Regions from separate parts of the Callithrix jacchus genome. Here region 2 is linked to region 1. Evidence: chromatin contacts called from public Hi-C data. All regions are on one chromosome and are shown on one strand. The core of a region is the stretch at or near the end of the contact, and the rest is flanking DNA. Distances in the headings are between cores, read along the strand shown.

Region 1 (6,675 bases), core at 2,676-5,175:
TCTAGTCTGGGCAAAAGGGCAAAACTTCGTCTCAAAAAAAAAAAAAAAAAAAAAAAAAAAAAAAAAAAAGCTCTTGTCTCTATTGCTCTCCAGATCTAGTCAGTAGCACTCCGCTTCCCCTTCAAGTTTCTTTGTTCTCTGTGTCCCTACTGGATGATATGGTCAACTGATTCCTTCCTACAGTTTCTTTAACTAGCCATCGTTGCCCCACCCACTCGCTTTTGATCCTTGGAAGTGCTGTTTGCCCCCAACATTGCCAGCAGGCTAATTCTCCTCTCCTACATTCCTGGGTATGAACTGCAGAGGCCAAAGTGAGCTGGTCTACGGGGATGCACATTTCCTGTTTGAGACCCAAGGGGACAGGGATATCTATTGTGGAGCCTGCTCCATTCTGCCCTGTATTGGCAGAGACCTGATTTACACTCAGATCCCGATCCTGTAGTCTCTTTGGATTTGAGACAGAGAAAGAGAGTGCCTGCTTCCACAGGGTGAGGGACTTCTCCCAGCTTCCTCTGGGGGTACAGGTTCTGCTTGCTGAGCCTGGTATTTAAGTCATTTTGGCCAATTCCCAGATGGTTCCAGAGTTGATAATTTATATAAATCATTCAAAAGGCAAATGGACATGACTTTTCCCTTATTTTTTGTTATTTGGCTGGGAAAAAAAAACAAGAACAAATATTCTTGTCCTACTGGGCATTATTCCCCCTATAAATGTGAATAATTCAGAGCTGGTTTCAAAGCTCCTTGGGGACTTTTACCCATGACCTGAGCATTATTTACTATAACCTGCCTGGCATATACCAAAATCCACCACGGGCAGGTAATTGTAACTATGAGGAAGAGAAGGGCCGGCACAGTGGCTCACGGCTGTAGTCCCAGAACTTTGGGAGGCTGAGGCGGGCAGATCACGAGGTCAGGAGTTCGAAACCAGCCTGGCCAACATGGTGAAACCCCACCTCTACTAAAAATACAAAATTAGCCAGGCATGGTGGTGCATGCCTGTAATCCCAGCTACTCAGAAAGTGGAGACAGGAAAATTGCTTGAACCTGGGAGGTGGAGGTTGCAGTTGCAGTAAGCCAAGATTGTGCCATTGCATTCCAGCCTGGGTAACAAGAGAGAACCTCCTTCTCAAAAAAAAAAAAAAAAAAAAAAAAACCGAAAAAGAAGAACAGTGAAAATTATCCATAAATTCTACCATTCCAAGATAAACTGGTTACATTCCCCCCTGTTATTTTGTCTCCACATGTATTTTTTTAATAGCTCATATTGTGTGATCTTGGCCCTTCTTTTCCCACTGTACTCTCTTCTTTGGTGGTTTCATCCATTATGATGGCTTTTATTACATCTCTGAGATGATAATTCGGCACAGATCTCTGCTCTGAGCTTCAAATTTTTCTGCCCCTACATTCCAAACTTGCTCCTCTGAAACCATTTTGGTAAATGACTATTACCATCTGTCCCACTAATACCAGATACTTGGAGTCATCCATAATGATTTTCTGTTTCGGCAATTCCTCCCCACCCCTTTCCCAACTGTCTTAGTCCATTCCTGCCACTATAACAAAATACCATAAACTGGCAGGTTGATAAACAACAGAAACTTATTTCTCACATTTTTGGAGGTTGGGGAGTCCAAGATCAAGATGCCAGCATACTCAGTGTCTGGTGAGGGCCCACCACCACCAGTTTTCTGGTTTATAAAGTGGTACCTTCTCACCGTGTTCTCACATGGTAGACAGAGGCACCTTTTATAAAAGTGCTAAACCCATTCATGAGGACCCCACTCTTGTGACCTAATCTTCTCTCCAAATCCCCTCCTCCTAATGCCATCTCCTTGGGTATTAGGTGTTTTTAAATTTTTATTTTTAGAGACAGAGTCTTACTCTGTCACCCAGGCTGGAGTGCAGTGCGTGATCTTGGCTCACTGCAACCTCTACCTCCCGGGTTCAAGCGATTCTCCTGCCTCAGCCTCCTGAGTAGCTGGGATTACAGGCATGCGCCACCACGCCCAGCTAATTTTTGTATTTTCGCCATGTTGGTCAGGCTGGTCTCGAACTCCTGACCTCGTGATCTGTCTGCCTTGGCGTCCCAAGGTGCTAGGATTACAGGTGTGAGACACCATGCCCGGCCAGGATTTCAACATATGAATCTGGGGGAGGACACAAACAGACCATAGCACCATTAATCATGATACCTGTCATATGTATCTAACAATTGTTCTTGCCTCCCCAAGTCCACTGCCACCACCCTAATTCAAGCCACCATCCTCTCTTTCTGGTCTGCTCCCACAGCCCTATTAGTGTCCTTTTTTCCACACATCCCCCCTACATTCATTTAATGGGCTCAAAGGTCCTGCCAATCCTGGCTCCCTCATTCCATGACCCTCAAATTCTTGTCACCTGGTCCTCTTTCTGTCCCTTAATATATGCCAAGCTCTTCTTCTCTACTTTGTGTTTAATATTCTCTTATTTTCCTGAAAGGCTTTTGCCTCAGCTGTTCCCATAGCTAGTTTCTTTTCTTCCTTCAGTTCTGATCTCCAAAGTCACCTCCTCACATAGACCTTCCCTGATGTTTTAATTAAATTTGGTCCTCCTAATATTGCCCATCAAAAAGCAACTAGTTTATTTTCTCCCTGGCATTAATCATGACATGCCATTCTTCTGTTAAATGTATTCAATTTCTTTCTTTTTTTTTTTAATTTTTGAGATGCAGTCTTGCTCTGTCTCCCAGGCTGGAGTGCAGTGACAGATCTCAGTTCACTGTAACTTCTGCCTCCCCGGTTCAAGCAATTCTCCTGTTCAAACGATGCCTCCCAAGTAGCTGGGACTACAGGCGCCTGCCACCATGCTCTGCTAATTTTTGTATTTTTAGTAGAGAGGGGGTTTCGCCTTGTTGGTCAGGCTGGTCTTGAGCTCCTGACCTTGTGATCCACCCGACTCGGTCTCCCAAAGTGCTGGGATTACGCCCAAAGGCGTGAGCCGTGGCGCTCCGTCCAATTTCTTTCTTTAATAGAAAAAGTAAATAAAAAAGTTTTGTAATATTCCTCCAACAAGTAGGATGCGCAGATGAAATATAGAATACCTAGTTAAATTCGAATTTCTGATAAACAGTGAACTTTTAAAATATGAGATTTGGGACATACTATACTAAAAAAGTATTCGTTATCTTAAATTTAAACTTAATCGTCCCATATGTGTATTTAAAATTTTTTTGACAGCTTCCCAGAATAAATTAGCGTCCTGCATTTTCATTTCTTAAATCCGACACCCTTACCCACAGGCTTGACTCTTGTCTTTTCCTGAGGCCGTACCCTCCCGGCCTAGCCCAGAGCTCATTATTTACAAGGTGCTCAGTAATTGTTGTATATGAATGAACTATCTGCATGCTGTTTTGTACGTTTTTTACTCATCTGAAATTTACATGTATTTATCAGAAATTCCCACATCCACTGAAATAACTTATTTAAGACAATTTTGGAAAATATATTGTATTGCCAAAACTTGTTTTCCGTTTCTGCAAAATTGGCGTAGGAGTATCCATCCTCATCACATTGTTTTGACAATTAAAAGAGTTAGTGAAAAAGTAAAAGTAAAGTTTTGCACTGTGCCCAGCCCACTAGGACGCTCAATACAGTTCTTTATTAAATGAAGGCTGTGCACCATTTTAGCGCCAAGCAAAAAAAGCGCGTTTGTAAAGAACGGGTGGGGGTAGGGAAAACGGTTAGAAAGGTCCGCCGACCCAACACCGAGGGCCCGAGAAAATGGGAGGAGCGAAGAGTGAACGACAGAGGAGGCAGCCAATGGAGAAACTGGGAACTACTTCCCCCCCCTCCCTTTGCGTTTCAAATTCTAAGCTCCGTTTCCATCCGGGTCCTTCAGCCTCGTTCCCGGGCAGTATAAAGTTTGCTGTCTCCTTTGTTCGTCCTCGTTGCGCAGTAGTGCTAGCGGGTTCGCGTTTCGGTTGTCGGACCCGGCAGCCGCTTTTGGTGCTAAGCTGCTAGGAAGCCCCTCTCGGCGAGCTCGTTGGAGCTTGAACCCATTGTCACCCCTCCGGTACGTGTCTCCTTTCCTCAGTCTGTTTTTCGTGACACTCGTCGCGTTAGGACTGGGGATTATATCTCTCTGGAGATGGGGGTGGCGGGCGCCATTTTAAGAACCCAAAGGTGCCGACCTATTTAAATAAAGCTGGGGGGGTCGAGGGAAAACAAATGAGGGGGCCCGTTTGGTTGTATGCCTCGAGGAAGTTTGGCAGTCGCCTACGGGAGTGGGTAGCGGAGGTCGGGGCTTTGTAGGCTGGAGCCGGGCGAGGAGCGACTGCACCACCGCGATACCTGCATTGGGATGGCGCTGGCGCTAATGATGGGCATGTGGAGTTCCATGCGGGCTGCGGGCTCCGTATTCATTGGCGGTCCGGAAGAAGAACCCCTCTGAATGTGCACAGCCAGTGTTGATGGTAAAAGTTAGTCCCCTTACCGGTGTCGGTGGTTCTGGGTTGAATCCAAGTGTCGCCATTTTGTCTTTTACACGCGGTTTTTAATGACGAGTTTTAATTAGGTTCTGCTTCAGTCACGGAGCGTCGGGTGTTAGTGCGTGCGTCCGCGTTCCGTTACTTAATAGGAAACGGTGTTGACAATTTGTTTTTATCTTTTTGGCTGGATAGTAGCATTTCGGTAGGGCGGGGACCGGTGAAGAAGAGGTGGCGTAACTTGGCTCAAACTTCACATTTCTCCCTAGATTTAGTAGGGAATTCTAATGAGGAAAAGAGGAGTCGTTTGGAAGAGGGCTTGTTGTTAAGGTCGTGTGTCTGGCCTGTGACCTTGGGAGTCTTTTAAAACCCCATCCTTAGGAAGGGTGTGATGAATAATTGAATCTTTCAAAGGCAACCGAAATACAGGACTAGAACTAAAAGTTGCTTTCTCAAATGTTAAGCAGCTGTTGCGAAGAATAGCTAAGGGCGATCAAGGGTAGTGGTAAAAGTGATTTTGGCCCTTTTAACCAGTTTTATGTAAATTACGCTGTTACTAAACTGCTTAATTCAAATACTTCCTACTGTGGCTGAGGCTTAGCTTATTAGCGTTTTCTTTAGTCATTAAGAAACAATGGTTTTAGTGGAAAATATGAAAAATATGCCACAGTAAAAGTGTCGAATAAACTTGAGGAACTTTTTGCAGTGAGGTAATACTATTCCTTCTCAACAGACTCACCGGCAAAAAAAAAATGGTTGAAGCAGATCGCCCAGGAAAGCTCTTCATTGGTGGGCTTAATACAGAAACAAATGAGAAAGCTCTTGAAGCAGTATTTGGCAAATATGGACGAATAGTGGAAGGTGAGTTGTCTGGAAGTACAGGCTGGGCTATTATAACTAAAACATAAGCAATGATGAATTTGATTGCATTGATTATCTGACGTGATAATGTATTTTGTCCTCTAAGAAGTTCTGAGCTTTCTCTTTACACATTTACTTTGGTTATTTCATTTGAACTAGGGTAACACTTAATTTTCTAAAAACTACTTTTTAGTACTCTTGATGAAAGACCGTGAAACCAACAAATCAAGAGGATTTGCTTTTGTCACCTTTGAAAGCCCAGCAGATGCTAAGGATGCAGCCAGAGACATGAATGGAAAGGTGAGATTGTCTACACAATGGATGATAACCTGTTACTAGTGCATAAAATAACATGTAGTTGCCCCAGTCTGGACTAGCACAGCTTTTGAGTTTTCATTGTTTTTCAGTATGTACCTGTCTGGGACCCACTTATCCTACCCCTTTGTGATCCTCTTCCAAAGAATATTCTGTAATTCCAGAACCAAATCTAGTAGTGAGTTATATCTTATGCTGTTAACAACATACTCTCAGTTCAAAATCATTGTCATTACATGATGCATTTTTTTTGGAGACAGTATTTCTCTGTTGCCCAGGCTAGAGTGCAAGGGTGTGAACTCTGTTCACTGCAACCTCCACCTCCTGGGTTCTAAGCGATTCTCCTGCCTCAGCCTCCCTGTAGCTGGGATTACAGGCATCCGACACCACATCTGACTAATTTTGTATTTTTAGTAGAAACGGGGATTTCACCATGTTGGCCAGGATGGTGTCAAACACCTGACTTCAAGTGATCCACTTGCCTCAGTCTCCCAAAGTGCTGGGATTACAGGCATGAGCCACTGCGCCCTGCCATCATGATAACATTTTATCTTGAGATCCCTAAGCCATATTTTGATAACTTGGCTTTTAGTGTTGATAACAAGCTGTCATCTACTTGGCCTTGTTTCATATTTTACCAAACAGCAACTCCTGACCTCAGGTGATCACCTGCCTCGGCCTCCCAAAGCTCTGGGATTACAGGCGTGAGCCACCGTGCCTGGCCCATCCGTATCATTTTTAAGTATTAAGAATTTTTAGTGGAAAAGCCCCATATATATAAACTGATTGTGCTTGCAGTGTTTTTTCTTCGACTAATTAATGAGCAACACTTATACATAACTGCATTTTGAAGGACCTGTTAGTGTCTTAGTGCATAGATGTGCAAATTATTTTTAAATCTTGATTTAATTTAACCATATCTTTTTTTGTAGTCATTAGACGGAAAAGCCATCAAAGTGGAACAAGCCACCAAACCATCATTCGAAAGTGGTAGACGTGGGCCACCTCCACCTCCAAGAAGTAGAGGCCCTCCA
Region 2 (6,413 bases), core at 2,924-5,423, 35 kb before region 1:
ATTAGACATCTATAGGCAAAAAAAATTAATCTCAACCTAACTTTCACATCTTACAACAACAAAAAAACTCAAAATGTATCAGATTTAAATGTGTGAACCCCAAATATCTAAGACAGGTCTCATTCAATATAGAAAGCTTATGTTACCAGGCGCGGTGGTTCACACCTGTAATCCCAGCACTTTGGGAGGCCAAGGTGGGTGAATCACCTAAGGTCAAGAGTTTGAGATCAGCCTGGTCAACATGTTGAAACTCCATCCATACTGAAAATACACACACACACACACACACACACACAAAATTAGCCAGGCCTGGTGGCAGACACCTGTAATCCCAGCTACTTGGCAGGCTAAGGCAGGAGAATCACTTGAATCCAGGAGGTGGAGGTTGCAGTGAGCCAAGATTGCGCCACTGCACTCCAGCCTGGGCAACAAGAGCAAAACTATGTTGCCAAAGTCGAGGACAGGCACACCCAGGACAAAGCCTCAAGATGTCCTGATGACATGTGCCTACAGTAGTTGAGGCAAAGCTTGGTTTTATACATTTTAGAGAGACATGAGATATCAAACAACATATATAAGAGGAACATTGGTTACATCTGGAAAGGCAGGACAACTCCTAACAGGGATGGGACTTCCAGGTCAAAGGTAGATAAGAAACAAAGGGTTGCATTCTTTTTAGTTTCTAATTAGCTGGAAGCAACCAGAAAGCAATCAGACATGCAATTCATCTCAGTGAGCAGAGGGGTGACTTTGAACAGAATGGGAGGCAAATTTGTCCTAAGCAGTTTCCAGCTTCGCTTTTCCCTTTAGCTTAGTGATTTGAGGGTCCCAAGGTTTATTTTCATTTCACAAATGTATTCAAGAAAAAATTTTAAAAACTTTTAGAAGAAAGTATGGAAGAAAATCTTCAAAACCTAACTCTATGCAACATCTTAGACTTGACACAAAAAGGGCAACCCATAGAAGGAAGACTTGATTATTAGACCTCATCAAATTTAAAAACTTTTGCTTTGTGAAAAAACCCTGTTAAGGCCAGGCGTGGTGGCTCACACCTGTAATCCAAGCACTTTGGGAGGCCAAGGCAGGCTGATCACGAGGTCAGGAATTTGAAACCAGCCTGACCAACATGGTGAAACCTCATCTCTACTAAAAATACAAAAATTGCCCAGGTGTGGTGATGCACACCTGTAATCCCAGCTACTCAGGAAGCTGAGGCAGAAGAATTGCTTGAACCTGGGAGGTGTATAGGTTGCAGTAAGCCCAGATCATGCCACTGCACTCCAGCCTGGATGACAGAGTGAGATTCCATCTCAAAAAAGAAAAAGAAAAAACAAAACCCTGTTAAGATTAAAACAGGCTGGGCGTGGTGGCTCACGCTTGTAATCAGCACTTTGGGAGTCCAAGGCGGGTGGATCACAAGGTCAGGAGTTCAAGACCAGCCAGCCAATATGGTGAAACCCCATCTCTACTAAAAATACAAAAAATTAGCCAGGTGTGGTGGAACATGACTGTAGTCCAAGCTATTAGGGAGGCTTAAGCAGGAGGATCGCCTGAACCCAGGAGGAGGAGGTTGCAGTGAGCCGAGATCGCGCCACTGCACTCCACTCCAGCCTGGGCAAAAGAGTGAGACTCCATCTCAAAAAAAGAAAAAAAGAAGAAGATTAAAACACAGGCCAGGCGTGGTGGCTCAGGCCTGTAATTCCAGCATTTTGGGAGGCTGAGGCAGAAGGATCACTGGAGGTCAGGAGTTCCAGACCAGCCTGGACAACATGGTAAAACCCTGCCTCTACTAAAAATACAAAAATTAGTTGGGCATGGTGGCGCATGCCTGTAATCCCAGCTACTACAGAGGCTGAGGCAGAAGAATCGCTTGAACCCAGGAGGGGAGGTTGCAGTGAGCCACCGTACTCCAACTTGGGTGATGGGCTGAGACTATCTCAAAAAGAAAAAGAAAAAAATCTACAGGATATGCTCAGATACCAGCAGTAGTAATTCTCTCCATGTTAAACATGGTTTTTTGTTTCATATTTTTTGCCTATCTGAATTTTCTAACCTACCATGCATGTTACCACTTTTGTAATAGTAAAAGTTTAAAAACTAAAAAAGAAAAGCAGAGAGTCACATAATACAGGAATAGGGAAGTTTGGAGTGTTAAACAGAAAATGAGACACTTGCTAAAGGCCACAAGACGCAATCTTAGAAAACAAAGTGGAACACATTTAGAGATGAGAGCACAGAGCTTACAGAAAAAGTAAAGAGCTTATAGAAATTCCAGGCCGGGCACGGTGGCCACGCCTGTAATCCCAATACTTTTGGAGGCCAAGGTGGGCGAATCACTTGAGTTCAAGAGTTCGAGACCAGCCTGGCCAAAATGGCGAAACCCTGTCTCTAATAAAAATACAAAAATTACCCAGGTGTGGTGTGCATGCTTGTAATCCCAGCTACTTGAGAGGCTGAGGCAGAAGAATTGGGCCGAGATTGCGCCACTGCCTGGGAGACAGAGCGAGACTCCATCAAGAAAGAGAGAAAGACAAAGAAAGAAAAGAAAGAGAGGGAGGGAGGGAGGGAGAGAGAGAGAGAGAGAGAAAGGAAGAAAAGAAAGAGAGAGAAAGGAAGAAAGAAAGAGAAAGAGAAAGAAAGAGAAAGAGAGAAATAAAGCATCCAGATGTTATGGTTAATAATCATGTTTCTTTGTTAGGGAGCCTGCTTTAATAGAGAATAAAGAGCAAGAACTAGATAACAACAGTCAGAGAAAAGACAAACAAAAAATATAAAAAGAATGCTATTTCTTACATTACACGGATTTGGCAAGGTGTTGGCTCAAAACACTGCTATCAATATTTCTCACAGGGAAAGGAAAGCTCCAGGTTTCAAAAGTAAACATACTTCACATCGAGCTAGCCTTTTAAAAACTACTAAAACCTTCAAGTTGCCTAAGTGTATAGTCAAATGGCCCCCAGCACCACCCTCAAGTTTGTGTGCATCTGTGGTGCCTTCTACCAGAATCCTCCCCTACATCCTAGATTAGGCAACTAGAGATCAGAACCTAAGTCTTATTTATTACTTTTTTAATTGATTACTTGCAAAAAAAAAAAAAAAAAAAAAAAACATTTCTTTTGAGTCAGTTTACAATGAAAACAAGGAGGCTACTAAGGAAGGGAGCCAAGAAATTACTGGTGGTTGAGGGACACACAGAAGAGGAATTGTGCCAGGAATCCACGGCTAAAGAAAAGTAATAATGCACTTTGGAAGGCTGAGGCGGGTGGATCACCTGAGGTCGGGAGTTCGAGACCAGCCTGACCAACACGGAGAAACCCCATCTCTACTAAATATACAAAATAAGCCGGGCCTGGTGGTGCATACCTGTAATCCAGCTATGGCAGGATGGCTGCTGAGGCAGGAGAATCGCTTGAACTAGGGAGGCTGAGGTTGCAGTGAGCAGAGATCACGCCATTGCACTCCGCACTCCAGCCTGGGCAACAAGAGCAAAACTCCGTCTCAAAGAAGAAAAGAAAAGAAAAAAAGAAGAGAAAAGAAAATAAGGAAAGAAAGAGAGAGAAGGAAAGAAAGAAAAAATAAAAGTAATAATGATGATAGTTCCCATTTATTTAAAGGTTACTATGTGCAGGTGCTTTTCAGGTAGTGTCTCATTTCCCTCTCACAAATCTCTGAAGTAATATTGTTTGCAGAGAGAGGACCCAGGAGACCAAAGTGGATTAACAAGAATCAGGGGGATAAGAGTGTGAGACCATTGGAGTGAGGGGTAACACAGCATGGTGGGGATGTATCGAAGAACGACCACAATGAGTGTGTGTGTCCAGAATGGAAGATTGTGTAAGAACAAGAGGGAGAGGGTGGAGGGAAGGGGAGGGTTACAGATGCTGAGAGGGAAAGGAAGACGTTGGGGAGGAGGGGAGGAGTTAGCTGAGGCAGAACCAAGAGGGAGGTGGAGGAGCAGCCAATAGGGAGGGAAGTGGGAGGGGCTCAGAGGAAGGAGGAGGAGCAGCTGAAAGGAAAACAGAAAAGCAGAAGGGAAGAGACTAGAAGGAACAGCAGAGAGGAGCAAGATGTAGAAGAGAGGGAGGGGTAGGGAGTGGAGCCGAGAGGGAGGGGAAAGAGAAGGAGGTGAGAGGGAGAGGGCAGAGAATCCAGGAGAAAGGTGAGGGGAAGGAGCCGAGAAAGCACTCGAGAAACAAAAAGGGGAGGGGTAAGGAGCCGATAAGCGTGGGGAAGGGGGGGACCAAGATAAAAGGTGGGACCGAGACTGTAGGCGTTGGAGCCCAGAGGGAGGATAAGGGCCAGATGAGAGGGAAGGGAGGGAGCTGAGAGAGAAGAGGAAGGGGAGGAGCTGTGAGGAAGGAGGAGCTACTGAGAGGGAGGGAAAGATCCGCAAAGTGGGAGGCTCCGAAATTAAGAGAACCCGAGACACACCCACAGAGAGATTGGCATTCCGGGTCCAAGCCGAAGAGCTCTCGACCCTGGTCGTCCCCGATCGGCCCCACACCCCTACCCGAAGCTTCCCCTCACACTCACTGCCTCCGTCTAGTCCTCACCTGACAAAATGCGATTTCTCGCTCCGCCTGGCACAAGTTGACCGCGGCTAACCCGGGGAGATAGCAAGCTGTGCAGCACACAGCCTGAAGCCTCAGGAGGAGCCCCAGCCCCAGCAGCCACCTCAGCCCAGGAAGGGCGGGCCACTGGCGCCCGAAGTTGGTTCCCACGCGGAAAACACTAATACTCATTTTAGGAGCCGACTAAGGCACTCGGGGACACACACGTGAAATCGGCACCCGTGGAGGAAAGAAGGGGAAATGACAAGACCCTCAGACAGGGAAGAGCCGAAGCCGGCTAGTGGCACTAGAACCCGCAGGATGGCCACCTAGTCGGGGTAAAGGGTGATTCACAACCCGGTTGCTACGGCGCCAGGAGGCGGGCACAGTGAACTGGTGGGGTACGCATGCGTACGGATCACCGCCGAGCCGCCCCGGCCCCCATCCCCCGCCTTTCCCGCCCCGCCCTTTCCCGCGGCTCTGGCGGTGCTTCGCGCTCTGCCTCTGTTGCAGCCTTGTTAGTCCCTGCACAGGGTGGGGGAAGAGGTGAGGTTGTCCTACAGGTGTCGTCATCGCAAGGGCTGCCTTCTCTCGACGTTGCGTTTCTTAGTCCCAAACTAGCAGTGTTACCTCCCCTGCTATCTTCATTTCTGGCTGCAGGGATTGGCGGGTGCTGCATTCTAGGGCCTCGCGGTCCAGTGTGAGGCACTTGAAGTGAAGCTTTTCGGAGTTTAATGTTCTGTAAGTGTAAAATGCACACCGACTGCCAAAGACAAAAAAAAAAAAGTCAAACATTTCTGCCGGGCGCGGTGGCTCACGCCTGTAATCCCAGCACTTTGGGAGGCCGAGGCGAGTGGATCACCTCAGGTCAGGAGTTCGAGACCAGCCTGATCAATATGGTGAAACCTCGTCTCTACTAAAAATACAACAATTAGCCGGGCTTGGCGGCATGCGCCTGTAATCCCAGCTACTCGGGAGGCTGAGACAGGAGAATTGCTTGAACCTGGAAGGTGAAGAGTGCAGTGAGCCGAGATCACACCACTGCACTCCAGCCTAGGCAACAGAGCAAGACTGTCTCAAAAAAAAAAAAGGAAAGAAAGTAAAACGTTTCTAATTGCTGCACGGGTGATATGTTGAAAATAATATTTGGGGTCCACTTCGTTGAATAAAACATTAAACCAATTTCACCTTCTTTTAATTTTTTTAATGTGGCTACTTGGAAATATAAAATTACGTAGTGTGTGACCTGCATTATTTTTCTACTGGATAACGCTGATCTGGGGAAGGAGGACGGAAGGGCAAAAGACTAAAGAAAAGGGAGGCGGACGCCTGCTCTATGCTATTGGAAGAGTCTTTCTCTTAGCAGCGGGGACCTTATTTTACGACCCCTGTTAGAATCCTGTCTTCCTTACCTTTTGCTCTTTGTGGTGTAGTATAATACTAAGTGCTTGCATTTGAACCGAAAGAGTATTGTAGGTATGATAGGACACAGATAGTAGAAGAGCTTGTTATTTTTCCCTCTTGTGTCTCAAGAGCTTTGGAGAACAAGAGGCACTTGTTTACGCTGAGTCGTGTGCGCCTTGCCAAGTGCCTTTCTTTCCAAGTTCCCTCGCTCCAGAGGTCTGCGTCTCCTGGTGATTGGCAGGCGGCGATTCAAGACAGAACAAAGGCATGGAGCTGGCGTCGAGCCCGAGGCATGTAGAAATGTAGCAAGTTAACTCGGACTAGAGAGGCTGAAAAAGTTGTAGGGGAAATGAAAAGAAATGTGTGAACGATGAGAAATAAGGGAGTTGTGAGAGTGAAAAGATTGAAGATTGAACTTGACCAAGAGAACTGGAGAAGCCCGTGTAAAGATTTGAAGGG

The links. Hi-C and Micro-C count contacts between places; a contact is called where the count stands out from the background.
Region 2: a Hi-C map of skeletal muscle shows a contact between it and region 1, with 3 times the contacts expected there. The contact joins the enhancer-like site here to the promoter of RBMX in region 1. A contact is called at or near these places in 2 of 3 Hi-C or Micro-C datasets (both in skeletal muscle).

What each region holds. Positions count from the first base shown.
Region 1 is chrX:133,659,311-133,665,985 of calJac240_pri, reverse strand. It overlaps RBMX (RNA binding motif protein X-linked), which reads left to right and starts at 3,925. Exons shown (of 11, transcript XM_078364146.1): 1 at 3,925-4,053; 2 at 5,199-5,326; 3 at 5,520-5,626; 4 at 6,574-6,675. The coding sequence starts at 5,218. LOC118150811 (small nucleolar RNA SNORD61) reads left to right here and starts at 5,374; the gene lies at 5,374-5,445.
Region 2 is chrX:133,694,396-133,700,808 of calJac240_pri, reverse strand. No RefSeq gene overlaps it. Among named protein-coding and RNA genes, the nearest start is that of RBMX, 36 kb to the right of the region's middle. Within about 2 kb of position 4,173, at least 16 of the 16 cell types and tissues checked have an H3K27ac peak or open chromatin away from gene starts, as enhancers often do. A contact at or near this core is called in skeletal muscle, where this site is marked.